2 separate regions of the Mus musculus genome follow, and region 1 is linked to region 2. The links are chromatin contacts, called in public promoter capture Hi-C maps. All regions are on one chromosome and are shown on one strand. Each heading gives the region's core, a stretch centred on a gene start, on an enhancer-like site or on the middle of the called end of the contact. The rest is flanking DNA. Distances are from core to core; before and after follow the strand shown.

Region 1 (4,188 bases), core at 1,558-4,057, 280 kb before region 2:
GAGTGGCACATTCTTTTAATACTAGGGGAGGCAGAGGCAGGAAGATCTCTGTGAGTTTGAGGCCAACTCTGGTCCACAGAGCAAGTTTCAGGACAGTCAGGGCTACACAGAGAAACAGGGTCTTGAAAAACAAACAACAAACAAAAGACTTCCTACACAACTAACAAAGTCAATGTGAAGATTATTTATAGAGATAATATTCCTTCTATACAGAAATATTTCAAATGACACAATATGAGGAATAAATATGACAACACTTTATACACATATATGAAATTGCTCCTTTTCTCCATTTTGTATACTCCAGGGTCCCCTGTCCAGGGAATGGCCCCACCCACAATTAAAAAGGGTCTACCTAATCAATTAACATGGCCAAGATAATCTCTCACAGGCAAGCTCTTTTTTTTTCTTTTTTCTTTTTTGTAATAGTGAAGGACTGGCTATAGATCCTCTTTGAGTGTCTGGTAGAATTCGTCTGTGAATCCATCTGGCCTTGGATTCTTTATTTAGCTCCTCTTGTCTCTCTAACTTCTGGAGCCATTCTTTCTGATCCTTTAATACAGGCATCTTATAGATTCCCCCTGTAGGGCTGCTTTCCATGTGTGCCAGAGGTGTCCTTGGTTTAGTTACAGGGAGATTGATTGATTGATTGATTTCTTCATTAACTCCAGTGATGAGTTGTTAAATCTCCATGAGTTTGCATATTGACTAGAAATTTTTGGTGTCAATTTCAAGTTTTATTGCATTGTGTTCTGATAGGATATAAGGAGTTATTTCCATCTTCCTGAATATATAAAGACCTGTTTTGTGTCCCAGATATGGTCTACTTTAGAAAAGTTTCCATGCCTGGCTGAGTGGAATGTTCTGTAGATGTCTGTTAAGTCCATTAGATGTATGATGTCAATGAATTGTGTTTCTGTTTATTTTTTGTCCAGATGACACAAGAAGGGTACTGAAATCAGCTATTAATGGATTGAAGATAATTTGTCTTTAAATACAGTAGTAGACTTTTAAAAATGAAATTGGGCACCGCAGAGCTGGGTTTAGAATAGTGACATCTCTTTGGTTAATTGTCCCTTTGGTTAGGATGAAGTGTCCCCCTTATCTCTTTTGACTTGTTTTAGTTTGAGGTGTTTTGTCAGTTATTAGGATATTGATACCTGCTTCTTCCTGGTTCTGTTTGATGGAGTACTTTGTCCACCCTTTTAGCAGTGCCTATCTTTACAGCTAAGATGCATTTCTTGGCAGTAACAGATAGATGGATTTGGGGAGTTTTGTTTGATTATTTTTAAATTTTATTTATTTTATTTATAAGAGTACACTGTAGCTGTCTTCAGACACACCAGAAGAGGGTGTCAGATCTCATTACAGATGGTTGTGAGCTACCATGTGGCTGCAGAGAATTGAACTCAGGACCTCTGGAAGAGGAGTCAGTGCTCTTAACCACTGAGCCATCTCTCTAGCCCCTGGCTTTTGTCAGTCTGTGTCTTTTGAAGAGTTGATTCCACTGGCATTTAAAGTTATCATTGAAATGTATGTGTTAATCGTGACCACGTTGATTGTTGGTGCTGCTTGTATTGTCAGTGATGTGGAAGGAGATTCGAGGACATGGTGGGTGTGGCACTGAAGGGAACTGGATGCTGGTTCAGAATGACAGAGGATCTGGGAGAGAGCCCCTTAGGACCTTGGCTGAGAACACTTTCAGGCCCTCCCACCCCCGCCCCCTATTTTCCTCAAGGAAAGCCTACTGAGTATGGGACCACTCTGTGGCCTACTTGGCCTGGACAGGCTGTGCTAGCACCTCTGAAAGCCAGGCCAGAGCAGAAGCTTCAGCCTGTCTGGAGCTCAGAGATGGCCCTGGGTGCCAGGCCTGCGCAAACGCCTGTGTTGCAACTATGGTCAGTGCATCTACTTCAGGAGTCTGTTTCTGGCAATGGCCCTTCTACTTAAAAAGGCTTTTTCCTAGGCAAATGGGGAAAGGGGCAAATTTCGTTTAGTTGCAGCCACTGGTGGTAGGTTCATGGGTTGGTGAGCTGGTGAGTTAGAGATTCCTGGTGATTGTGGGGCCTCCTGTCCTCTCATTAAACACATCAAACAGAACCTGGAGTTTACAGAGTTTACAGTGCACTCATATACATAAAATAAATAATAATTTAAAAAAAAAAAAGCTTGTAGTCACCCCCTGTAGCAGATGGAGTTCTTTGGTCTGTCATGTCTCTCTCTGAAAGGGAGAGACGGAGCAGGGCTTGGTGGCACAATCTGTGATCCCAGCACTCAGGAAGGAAAGAAGGAAAGAAGATCACCACAAGAACCTACCTTAGAATTAAATTAAATTAAGAAGAGAGGATGGGGGCTCAGTGGTTAAGAGCACTGACTGCTCTTCCAAAGGTCCCGAGTTCAAATCCCAGCAACCACATGGTGGCTTGCAACCATCTGTAATGAGATCTGACACTCTCTTCTGGGGTGTCTGAAGACAGCTACAGTGTACTCACATATAATAAATAAATCTTAAAAAAAAAAAAAAAAGAAGAGAGGATGGGAAAGAACAGATGACTGTCTCATGGTAGTTTGATATATTATTTGAAGGAACTGGAAGGTGTGTCCGCAGGGATGGGGCAGCCAAGCAGGAAGGGAAACAGGTCTTAGGTGACTATGTCTGAGCACCATTAGGGTCCTCCACTAAGATAGGTTACCACAGCTGTCACTCGAAGGATTACCTGGGAGGAAAGGAGAGTGCCAGGTGTCTGGTAACACAGTTCTGCGCTCAAGGCTGCTGGGAAGTAACCTAAGCCAGCAGAACCATTCCAGAAGGCCACTGTGGAGAAAACAGGACAGACAGAGGTAAGAGGTCCTGGAGTGGGGTCCCCAAGACTGTGCAGGGGACAGTCCGGAGCCTCAAGGTGACAGCCTGGAGTGCCTCAAGGTGGGGAGCCTTATGAAGTCGGGATTTTATGTGTTTTCAGAAGCAACTCTTTCTAGTTTTCCCTCCCACCCTCCCTTCCTCCCTCCCACCCTCCCTTCCTCCCTCTCATCCTCTCTCCCTTTTCTCCACCACTAAGCCAAATCCCCAACTCCAGAGAAAATATCTTTGAAAAGCAGAAACCCTTTTGCCCCCTCTCTGTAAAAGAGAAAAAGTGGGGGTTGAGGGGGGGGTCGTTTTTCGGCTTTTTTTTTTTTTTTCAGTTTCCTGGGAAGAGAGGCAGTCCAGGAGAAATGTGCTGATGAGAAGAATCTATCTGAACTTAAGAGTTCTCTGGGGACCAAGGCGGGAACCGACTGGCAGAAAGTAGAGGAGACAATAGGAAGGGCACAGTCAATGCACACAGACGCCTCCTGGACATCAGCCTCTTCCTAACTCAGTGTCTGTTCAGCTTTGAGTGCCCGGGGCTAGTACAGCTCCTGCCACCGCTGGAGGTGGCTGTGCTGAATTCCCGTTGGTTTATAAAGCAGCAGCACGTAGGTCACAAGGCCTTGTGTAAGAGGTGAGGGGAAGCCCTGTGTATCCTGTTTGGGTTTTGTAACCCTGCTGTCCTGGACTCACTATGCAAACCAGACTGGCCTTGAACTCCCAGAGATCTGCCTGTCTTTACATCCTGAGTTGGGATTTTAAAGGTGTGTGACAGCCTTTTGTTTGTCTGTTTTGTTTTGACGGAGATGCTGGCGCTCAGATAAGCTGAGAAGACAGCTCTGAGTACTTTTTGATCTTGCAGAGACCTGAGTTCAGGTCCCAGCACCCACACCGGGCAGCTCGTAACCAAGGATGACCTCAGCTCCATGGGATTCAAAGCCTCTGGTGCACATAACCACATGTGCTCATGTACACACAATTCAAAATAACAAAAATGAGCCCTTTAGATGTTGACTAAAGAGGACCATAATCCCCAGGGAATGACAGATGGGGTGCACAGTTGAGTTCATATAGTGTCACAGAAGTGGACCTTTGAAGATGATTTTAAATTGTGTGTGTGTGTGTGTATATATATATACATATATGTATATATATATATATGTATATAAAACATACATATACATATGTATACACATATACATACATATATATATGTATACATACACATACACACACACACACACATATATATATATGCTTTTCTTATTGCTGGTCTTCCTTTCCCCTGCCCTGAAATAGGGGTTTTCTGTATATCTCTGGTTATCTAGAAGAGCAGGCTG
Region 2 (4,119 bases), core at 398-2,897:
TCCTGCCTAGCATCTGCTGTGCAGTGTCCTGGCACAGAAGGAACAGGGGTAGGGCGTTCAGGTAGATCACCATGCATTGCAAATCTTCTGGCCTCTTTCATGAGACACCTTACCCCAGTCCATCTGTATTATCCTTACAGGAAAGGGAGCCCTGGCTTGGTCCTGGAAGCCCCCACTTAGAAGAATGTTTTAAGACCCTTCCCGTTCCCAGAGTGTTGAGTTCCCAAACTCTGTATGGAGGACAAAGGCAGATTAAATGATGGCGTTATACACTTACTGTTTCCTCTTCTGTTGCTTCTTCTTTGTCCCACATAGCCCCTGGCAACCCATGAGGGGCTATTTGGTCTGCATTAGTCCCACTCCCACTCCCTAGGTGCCTTTGGTGAGAAGTGTGAATCTGAGGTATATCACTGAGTTACGGAGGAGAGGCAGTCCTCTCTCAGACAGCCCTCCTGCCCACAGTGGGACCCCAGGGTCCCCACCAACACAGATGAAAGCCTGGGGTGCCAGAGCTCAGGACTTGCCCTGGGTCTGCCTCTCCTGTCTCTGAGCCTACAATCCACACAGTAAGTCAAATTGCTTAATGGTGCCTGGTTTTCAGCTTCGATCCCAGCCTGCCTCTTATCAGTCAGTGGCCCTAGAAGCAACCTCCAATTCTCAGTCTCATTTTGGTTTAAACTCAGACTTTACTGGGATCGCGGTTTCACTAACAGCCGTGAGTTGAAGAACATCTGTTCGTTCCATTTCTAACTCCTTAACCTCTTAGGGGAGCTGAGAGAGAAAACTCTTCATATAACAGTTCTAGCTGGCAAAAAGTCCTTCTGAGAGCTGATCCTCGTCTTCCCGTCCCAATAAAGACTAACTAGGAATCAGTTGTGCTGCACACCTTCAACCCCAGCTCTTGAGAGGTGGAGGCAGGTGGATCTCTATGTTCAAGGCCGGCTTGGTCTACAGATAGAGTTTTAGGACAGCCAGGGTAACACAGAGAAACCCTGTCTGGAGACACCAAAACCAACCAACCAAAGACTAAGTTAAGTATAGGTGTTCTGGAGGGAGATGGGGGTTAGACGGACGTTGCTGGGGACTCACCCTCTAGTGTGTCCAGGCCAGATCCCAAGGACAGCAGGCTCATAAGCAAGTGTACTCCCCAGGGCCACAGAGCAGGCACTGCCATGACCTCAGCCCTGGTTGTCTTCCAGGTATCCTCCAGGGAGAAAGGAGGATGCAGACCCAGGTTCCAGTGTGAAGTGGCAGGGGTGGGGACGACGACGACACACAAAGGCAAAGGGATTAGAGATCTCAAATAGAGACCGCGGGAGATAGAAAAGAATTTCGGAACAGAGGAAACAAAGCCTGTGACAAGCAGCTAGAGACAGCCTCAGTGTGGTCCAGAGACAGATACTGGGACAGAGATGCAGATAGGAGTGGAGGAGCCTCAGAGAGGCATCCAGAGGGAGGATGATTCAGAACACAAAGATCCAGACAGTCCAGGCAGTCCTGAGGGGAGGCAGAGTGGAAGCCCCCGGTGAGCCCCGGGAGTGCCCCAAGGGGCGGCAGCGGGGTCCCGAGACACCCGCAGCACTCCACCCCGAGACACTCCGCGGACCTCCTGGACATGCAGACTTCCACTCTCGGTCGACCGGCCGCGGCTGGTGGGGCAGAAAGGCAGGGACCTCGCCCAGCTCCCGCCCTTTCCAGAAACGGATTGGTTTACGCCGCCGCCCGCCGACTTCTCTGTTCTCTCCGCCCCTCCCACCAAGTCAAGGGAAAATATTTAGCCTGTCAACTGAGGGAGGTGGGGGACAGATGTGTTGGGGAAATAAGGTTGGGGGCCAAGAACTGAGCTCTGGAACCCCTCTCTCTGTCTCAGTTTCCCTCTCTCCCCCATCCCCACCCCCCCAACCCGCTCGCTGCAGATCTGGAGGGAGCGGCTGGGCTCCCTGGCTTGATTTGCAGGGGAGTTCTGGAGTCCAACAGGTGTTTTGACATCTGCGGGGTAACTTCCCGCAGCCTGGACAGGTCGGACTCCACTGGTGAAACCTGAAGACCTCACCACTTCGACCTCACCACTTCGCCTCTCACAGCCCTTCCCAGCCTCCCGAGGCTACTTTGAACATACTTCCTTGGCGCGGGGTATGTCCCCGTCAAATCCCTTGGTTTTGGCTCAAATCCCTAGGAGACGAGTCGTTCTTCTCTCTGTGAGATTCCTCCTTCATTTGGTTACTTTTTTTTTTTTTGGTTTTTCGAGACAGGGTTCCTTTGTGTAGCCCTGGCTGTCCTGGAAGTAGACCAGGCTGGCCTCGAACTCAGAAATCTGCCTGCCTCTGCCTCCCATGTGCTGGGATTAAAGGCGTGTGCCACCACTGCCTGGCTCCATTTGGTTACTTTTAAGAACTCAGGATGCTTAGTGGGTCTCTATATATGTACTTATTCGGGGCCACTTGGAGGACAATTCATGATGGGATGATCTCTTAAACGCGACACTTATACGTGCAGTCAAGAAGGCCATTGCGCAAGACTTGCCATTTAGTGGCCTGGATGCTGGGCCTGAGACTTCCCAGGTTCACAAATACCGTGAGCCGATGGTTCCCAGCTCCCACGTCCGAAGAACTAAGAGATCTATTAATTTCTCCGCACAGAAATCGATGCTCTTGTCAGGACGGCGATCGATGCCAAGCTTGGTCTGCCTGGCCATGGCTCGGCTCTGGGGCCCCAGATGGATGGTTAGGATTGGGAACTGACCCTAAGACCAGAGGCACAGCTTAGAAAGGCTCAGAACTGCTCTTCTCCGCCCTCGAAGCCCCAGGCCGAGCGCAAACGCCGGGCGCGAGGGCTTCTAGCGCCACCCTGTGGTCTTTTGAGGACCGAGAGGTCTCCACTTTCCAATCTTCCTCCAATTGTGTTCTAAGGACTCTTCTCTCCCACTATTTTTCTCCCCAGGTTCTGCATCCAGCCATGCTGAGGCCCTCTCCCTTTCCTTACTAGGGTCTGGAGAGCGTTCACCTAACTTATTCCAAGTGACATGCACACCCTCTTAAGTAAAGTGCACCGTGAGGCTGGCTGGGATGACCTGGACTTCAACCCTTCCCTTGCTCAATTTCTCCACTTCCCCGCAAATCTGAAAATGCAGCTGTTTTACTGTGAGAAATAAGGTATCAGCTTCCTAGCTCCCCCAGCCTCAGAAGACACTTGTGAGGCAATCTATGGCAGCCCCCCGCCCCAGGTCTCCTGCAGCCGCGAGGGACATTAGGAAGGCGAGCTGGCATTAGGGCCTCAAAAGGGGAGGGGGCACTGGGGGCATTGGCAGGCGGGGCGGGGCGGGGCCGTGGGTGCCGCCCTCTCCTGGTGGCTAGTCTTTAACACCGCCCCGCGCACGTGTCGCGCGAGGCCGGGCGGCGGCAGCTAGGAGCGCACGGACGGCTGCGCGGCCCGAGCAAGGCGGGCGCCGCCGCGATGCTGCGAGGCCAGCGGCTCGGGCAGCTGGGCTGGCATCGCCCGGCCGCGGGGCTAGGCAGTCTGATGACTTCGTTGATGCTGGCCTGTGCCTCCGCCGCATCCTGTCGCGAGGTCTGCTGTCCCGTGGGCCCCTCGGGGCTGCGCTGCACCAGGGCAGGGTCCCTGGATACCCTCCGCGGCCTGCGGGGCGCCGGGAACCTGACGGAGCTGTGAGTGTGTGTCGTTCGGGGGAGGGGTGCGGGGTCAGGAGGGCACAGCCCTTCCCCGAGGGCGCGCACTCATTCACCTCTGGCTTGAGGGGTCAGGCTTGGCTGCTGTAGGAGACTGGCACGTGTAGCCTTTGGCTGTGCTGCGGCGGCTTCTCCCGCTGCCACCACCCTGGCAGAGCCGCGCAGTCACTGTCTGGATGTCGCTCAGGATTAAGGGTAGCTAACTGTGGTGCTGGTTTGGGGTAGAGCAAGACCGAAACTAGGTGGATTAGGCATTGGTCCAGCGATCTAGGATAAGAACCTTTTTGTGGGGTTCAATCAAGAGCCCAAGTTCCTAAGCCCATGGAGGAGTGGTTAGCTGTGCAGAATTTGGCAGTGTGGCACCTTTGCTATCTTCTTTTACTTAGGGGGAAGCCAGCCCCCAACCTCTTCCTTGTCATGCAGGGAATCCAGC

The links. Promoter capture Hi-C pulls out the DNA fragments that hold promoters and counts their contacts.
Region 1: a contact with region 2 is called in a promoter capture Hi-C map of stem cell-derived epiblast-like cells, with 2.7 times the contacts expected there. The contact joins the promoter of Ttc24 here to the promoter of Insrr in region 2. A contact is called at or near these places in 10 of 39 promoter capture datasets (the 3T3-L1 cell line, cranial neural crest, embryonic stem cells and 5 more), 1 of 15 datasets of contacts at CTCF or cohesin (embryonic stem cells), 7 of 484 Hi-C or Micro-C datasets (B cells, the HPC-7 cell line, cardiomyocytes and 2 more), 3 of 115 datasets of contacts at active chromatin or transcription factors (embryonic stem cells and pancreatic cancer cells) and 1 of 9 other capture datasets (adipose tissue).

Annotation. Positions count from the first base shown.
Region 1 is chr3:88,076,923-88,081,110 of GRCm38.p6, reverse strand. Ttc24 (tetratricopeptide repeat domain 24) reads left to right here and starts at 2,807. Exons shown (of 10, transcript NM_172526.3): 1 at 2,807-2,841.
Region 2 is chr3:87,794,479-87,798,597 of GRCm38.p6, reverse strand. Insrr (insulin receptor-related receptor) reads right to left here and starts at 1,647. Exons shown (of 22, transcript NM_011832.2): 1 at 1,090-1,647. The coding sequence starts at 1,174. It overlaps Ntrk1 (neurotrophic tyrosine kinase, receptor, type 1), which reads left to right and starts at 3,436. Exons shown (of 17, transcript NM_001033124.1): 1 at 3,436-3,665. The coding sequence starts at 3,454.